Linked DNA regions of Mus musculus: region 1 is linked to region 2. A link is a contact called in public HiChIP or PLAC-seq data. All regions are on one chromosome and are shown on one strand. The core of a region is the stretch at or near the end of the contact, and the rest is flanking DNA. Distances in the headings are between cores, read along the strand shown.

Region 1 (3,317 bases), core at 701-3,200, 34 kb after region 2:
GAAAGATTAGCTTGCCTTGGGCAAGACTGTGTTAATGGGATTCTACTGATGTCGCCAGTCCTGCTGCGTGTCCACCCGGGTCAGTCTAAACCATAGTTATTGAAACTGGCTCATAGATGGGATATTCAGTGGTGGGAACCGACAAATGGCGGATGGGTTGAAATCACCCATCACCATTCTCCAAGTTTGGTCCACGGGTCATCGTCCTCAGCACCATCTGGGGCTTTGTTAGAAGTGCGGAATCCCGGGCTCCACCCAGAGCTTCTAGGTCACAATCTCATTTAACAAGCTCTCCGGGTATGCGCACTAGGACTTCAGAAGCAACTGGTTCCCAAGGCTTGTGGCTGGGTGGTGACTCGAAACCATGGCTCCCGAAGCTGCTGGAAACGATGGGTGGAAATCTTCATACTACGCCTTTGTGATAAGACCGAATAAAATATTTCTGCCTTAATGGCTGTTGAAAATATCTGGGGCAATAGTGATCTGTCATTATTACTTCCTTCTGTTCATCTTCCCTGATCCTTGGGGTTCGGTATGTGGCAGAGAGGATTCTAGAAACTAGGAGTGGTGTGTGGTCTAACTTGGCACACATCTGAGGTGTGACACCCTCTAGGTTTGACATTTGCCAATTCTCAGGGAGGAAGTCAGTTTCCCTAGTAAGAATGGATGCAATTTTAGGGGCTGTTAATTTCAGGTTAAGAGATCGTGTCTGTAGACAGCATTGCATGAATGCTTCAAGTTTTGGGTAGTGAGACGGTTATAATATCCTGTCACTCTTTGGTCCTGATTATCCGACTCACACATACAGTGCTGGTACGATGTCAATAAGATCAGGTCTGATCACCACTGGAATATGGGAGTCCAGCTGCCTTCAAATCTGAAAACTCAGATTTCCCATCCTGGCTTCACATTTCAGATAAAAAAAAAAACACATTTAGCAAATGTCCATTAAACTGCATGATGCATGTTTAGTTTTTTTTTTCACAACTCTTTGGAAATCGTTTGTGACTCTTGTGGCATAAAGCAGAAGCACATTGGGCACAAATTCAGGAGCCACCATTTTATGACTAAGGGATCCCAGGCACGTCAACGTGCTCCATCTGAGCCTCGGTTTCATAGATTGCAAAGTGCAGACAATGAAGTCGTGCATGGCTATGGCCGTGTTACACGAAGTCAATGTGTAACATAGATGAAGGGCTCACAGGCTTTTAAAGGTACACATATGTGCATATGCACACCCACAATCATCTGGGTCTGGGCACATGCGTACAAGCAGGTGTGCTTGTGTGTTTGGTTATGCACACGTGTGTGGACACTGGAGAGCAACGGAAGACATCCTCAGGAACACCGTACACAGCTTTTGAGGTGGGATCTCTCACTGGCCTAGAGCTCACGAATGAGGCTTAGTTTAGCTAGACTCAGAGGCCCTGGAATCCTACACTCTCTTCTTCCCCACAAGCATGTGCTACCGCACTTGGAATTTTTATGAGTGCTGGACTCAGGCTCTTGTGCTTGCAAGGCAAGTGCTTTACCAAATGAGTCACCCTCCCAGCCATGGTTAGTTATTAATATTTTTCTAGTATGTATATATTTTTATGTCATGTGTATGAGTGTTGGGTTGTGTTGTATACATGTATCTTGAAACTAGCATAGACCGGTAGTCTTCTTGAAATGATTCATAATTTCATTAGATGAATTCTCATTTAAAATTCAGAGGGAGATTTTTGGTGAGTGCTGGGATGATTAAACTGATGTAGACACACAGAGCCATGCACAGAGATGGTAGAGAAAACTCAACTGAGTTAAACCAGCCCATTACCTTACAGCAGGGGCATGTTCTTTTCCTTTTTAAATGATCTCAACGGAAAGTTCTGGAAATGTTCTAATCCTCCTTAAAAAGATGTGACAGGCAGTGGTGATGAGATAGTAAGTGAGAAGGGATGAGTCACATCCAGGAATGAACTCAGACACGTTGTCGAGTCAGGAAATCAGCATGCCCAGGAAACACGAACACTCCAGGGCATATGCTAACCCCCCCCCCCAATCTTTTTTTTTTTTTTTTTTTTTTTTTTTTTCAAGGTTCAATTTTTTTTTTCCATTTTTTATTAGGTATTTAGCTCATTTACATTTCCAATGCTATACCAAAAGTCCCCCTTACCCACCCACCCCCACTCCCCTACCCACCCACTCCCCCCCTTTGGCCCTGGCGTTCCCCTGTACCGGGGCACACAAAGTCAGCGTGTCCATTGGGCCTCTCTTTCCAGTGATGGCCGACTAGGCCATCTTTTGATACATATGCAGCTAGAGTCAAGAGCTCAGGGGTACTGGTTAGTTCATAATGTTGTTCCACCTATAGGGTTGAAGATCCCTTTAGCTCCTTGGGTACTTTCTCTAGCTCCTCCATTGGGAGCCCTGTGATCCATCCATTAGCTGACTGTGAGCATCCACTTCTGTGTTTGCTAGGCCCCGGCATAGTCTCACAAGAGACAGCTACATCTGGGTCCTTTCGATAAAATCTTGCTAGTATATGCAATGGTGTCAGCGTTTGGATGCTGATTATGGGGTGGATCCCTGGATATGGCAGTCTCTACATGGTCCATCCTTTCATCTCAGCTCCAAACTTTGTTTCTGTAACTCCTTCCATGGGTGTTTTGTTCCCACTTCTAAAAGCATTTATTGATTAAAGATCGTAAGAGTCTAGCCCAGAATGAAGGAGTTTTTAATCCCAAGGTATTAACAACTGATTAATGTAACTGGGAGTCATTGAGGGTCACGATCATCTCATCCTTGAATGGTATTACCCTCCAGGTGGAGGCTGCCTGTGTTGAAATGGATCGCCCTGCGATGAAACTCCATCTGTGTGACACTGAGAGCGATGAATATTTATAGGGAAATTATTAACGTCTGTGGAATGAGGAAGGCAAACAGTCGGAAGCAATTGAAACTCAAAGATAAGAATCCACTTGGACATCCCAGCATGCTCTGGGAGGAGCAGGCGTTCTCTCTCCTGTTCAGGCTAGAGTCAACCACTGCTTGTCCCCTCATGGGACAGGGCAGAGAGGGCAGCTATGAAAACACAGGGGAAGTGGCTTTATTCTCTATGGTCTTTGAGGAGGGCAGACCTCAGCTTCTGAGGAGGGCAAACCTTAGCTTCTTTCTCTTTGATGCTTCACCTGTCTCTGTTGAACCAAGACTTCTGGAAAGTTCCATTTGAGTGTTAACAAAAGGTTCCTCTGAGTCTCAATGGGATAAAAATGTACTTTTTAGCTATGGTAAAATAAATCAGCTACTGTCATCGGGCAAATACTATTTTTGTA
Region 2 (3,000 bases), core at 283-2,782:
TTAAGCTGCATTGATGCCTGTAATTCAAACAGAACTCAAGACAAGAGGCCTGTGGTTAAGACAAAGGTCTTTGCTCTAAAGGCCTTTGCAATCATTTCGAGATTTAAACAAAACCCAAGGGGAGGCTTTTCCTGATGAGATAAGAACCCCGGGGCTGGGCAAATGGTGTGTGCCGATGCTTGAGGTCCTCAGTCAGGAGCGAAGTCTCCCACTTTTATTCCATTGGCTTTATAGAAAGGGGAACCCCACCTACCATGGATGACACAGGAACAGATTGTGATATGACTGTAATAAACTTAAATTGGGGGCAATAGAACATTTTATTATCACAGAGGTGCATTATAAAATGCTTGGTGATAGTGAGGAGATAATTAAATAAGACACTAAAAAATCCAGGTATCAGAACCGTGTATGGTGGCACAGTTCTTTAACCCCAGTGCTGAGGCAGTGGAGGCAGGAGGATGGTGAGGTCCAGACTAGCCTGGGATACACAGATCTTGTATCAAAGAGCAGTTCATCCATCCATCCATCCATCCATCCATCCATCCATCCATCCCCTATCACACAACTATTTATCAATCAGTATACATATCATTAATATCTGTAATCTGTATCCACCCTGAACCCTTTTGTTATTTATACCCATAGTAGGTTAATATATTTGTTATAACATTCATATAATGAAAGATGAAAAATCTCTTTAAATCAACTTGAGTCTTCAAAGTTAGTAAAGACTACTGGCAAACTCACATATAGAAACCATTGGAGGTCTTTGAAAAATAAGATTATCCACAATGAAGACCTTATATTGTAAGCCATAACAAAGATTTGAACTGCAATTTTGGATGATAAAATGATCATATTTTATATATAATTAGTTGAAGTTTTAGAAAAAATGTGAGTTAGACTCATCCTGTTTACAGATACCACATGATAAAATACATTTTTTTTTCAATTATACATTTCAACCTAATCTGCTTCATGTGTTCGAATTCACCTAGCATACATCTCTCAATCCATTAGGCAACTAAACAGTGAGGTAGAAATTACAGGCTTCATGGCTCACCTGATTTTGCAGCTCTTTAATCTGTGCGTAGTAGGAGCTATAGTCTCGGATGGTGCTCGGCGCGTTGGTTTCGTACCACTGCTTGATCTGGGCTTCAAGTCTGGAATTGGATTGCTCCAGGGAGCGCACTTTTTCTAGGTAGTTTGCCAATCTGTCGTTCAGGTTCTGCATTGCCAGTTTCCCATTGCCCCCAAACAGGTCCGATCCGTTGGAGAGATCACCCCCGTAGCTCATTACGGCTTTGGAGACAGAGATGCGAGTGCCATGGCCTCCAGCCCCACCATAGACGCTGGGTGCAGCCCCCAGACGCTGCACAGTCCCCTTCCTATACAGCGAGCCACTCATGCTGAGTGCTGGGCCTTGTGAGGAGGAACTCAGACTTCGGTGAAAACTTTGACGACTGAAATCCATCTGGGATGTAGGGAGGCAACGCCTGTAGCCTGGACTTGGAGCACAGCCTGTCTGTCTCGGGCTGCTGTGGAGATGACCTTTTATAGAGTTCAAGAGACTCCTCCTCTGCTGCCGTGTCACCTCAGGAATGACACAGTCCACCTTCCTGTCTCCCCTTCCCCCTCTTTTGTACGGCAATACGTTTCATTCCATTCCAGAAATTTCTACCAGAGGCACTTTTTAAAGGCTTTCCTGTGGGGGTGGTGGGAGTGGAGGTTTCTTTTTAATAAACAGAGATAACAAAAAGGACGAGGAAGGGGTGTCCTTTCAGGTCTTGCACCTGCCCTGGCAGGTTTTTTTTTTTTCATCCTGTATACAAATAAAGAATATTTACAATCTATATGAATAATTCAGGCATCGAACAAGACAGCTGTGGGAACATAATATAAGTCACACTGGTGAGAAAAGACAATGGCTTGTTCAAATGATTTTCTTTTAAAAAATGTTTTATGCTTCTTTAAATTTTTTTTTTACTTTTAAGTTTATCCTTGTTTAGAATTTATATTTACAGTCTATTGAAATGTCTTGAGTGAAGCTGGGTGTGTGGGTGTGCACCTGAGATTCTAGCACCCGGGAGTCAGAGGTGGGGGGGATCAGGACTAGTTTGAGGCCAGCCTGGTTGAAGTAAGGTGTTCCAGTCTAGCCCAGTGTTGTGTAACAAGACACTGTCTCAAAGTGCAGCTCCCCCCACCCCCGTTTAAGAATTGAATACGGTCAGTAGGTGAATATGTAAATGATTATCGGTGGGCGGTGGGTCAGTTGATTTTGGAGTTTTTTAAAAAAAGATATTTTAAATAGCATTTTTGGATAATTTCATCCATGCACATGTAGCGTATCTTGATAAACTCCTCTCCCACTCGCCTCTCCAGCTGCCTCCGAAGCGCCTAACACAACCCCACCCAAACTTCATACCTCTTTTTATCTTTTTCTTTTTAAAAATAACCAACTGGATCTAATTAGTGCTGCCTGTATGCTTGTGGGTGTGCGGCCTTGGACTGGGTGTGTGAGCAGCCTGTCAGAGGTCATAGATCCTCTGCCTGGCTCCCAGCAGCCTGCAACTGCCAGGAACATCTAGGTTAGCAAGGGGACCTTATTTAAAAAAAAAAACAAAAACAAAAACAAACTTGTTATAAGAATCTTGCAAATATTTTTAAATCTAGTGCTTCTTAAAAAAGAAACAGCAACATTAAATTACTGCGAAACTCCTGCTTTTAATAACTGGCATATTGCATATATTGCATACTGCTTCCTCTGTCTGAGGCCAGCTAGACACCACCAGGGGATTCTTTTTGCTTCTATCTTCCTAACGCTGGCTGTAGGAGCTGCCTCTTAGGACCCCTGATGGATCCCAGTTTCACTGTGTAGATTCCTACGCTCACAGCAAAGTGGCTCCCCGAGAGTGGAAAGAAGGTTGCAGGTGGCTACAGGACTCACATCTAACTTCCCAGAAGCTGCTGATATAAGAGGGCAATTACTCTGTGCCC

Evidence for each region. HiChIP or PLAC-seq counts read pairs in DNA pulled down with a chosen protein or histone mark.
Region 1: an HNF4G HiChIP or PLAC-seq map of pancreatic cancer cells shows a contact between it and region 2. The contact joins the enhancer-like site here to the promoter of Krt20 in region 2. A contact is called at or near these places in 6 of 39 promoter capture datasets (the HPC-7 cell line, embryonic stem cells, frontonasal cranial neural crest and 2 more), 5 of 484 Hi-C or Micro-C datasets (astrocytes, embryonic stem cells and forebrain), 4 of 115 datasets of contacts at active chromatin or transcription factors (embryonic stem cells, intestinal villus epithelium, kidney and 1 more) and 2 of 9 other capture datasets (adipose tissue and pancreatic islet).

The regions. Positions count from the first base shown.
Region 1 is chr11:99,470,656-99,473,972 of GRCm38.p6, forward strand. No RefSeq gene overlaps it. Among named protein-coding and RNA genes, the nearest start is that of Krt23, 21 kb to the right of the region's middle. Within about 2 kb of position 1,951, at least 45 of the 459 cell types and tissues checked have an H3K27ac peak or open chromatin away from gene starts, as enhancers often do. A contact at or near this core is called in pancreatic cancer cells, where this site is marked.
Region 2 is chr11:99,436,621-99,439,620 of GRCm38.p6, forward strand. Krt20 (keratin 20) reads right to left here and starts at 1,533. Exons shown (of 8, transcript NM_023256.2): 1 at 1,067-1,533. The coding sequence starts at 1,477.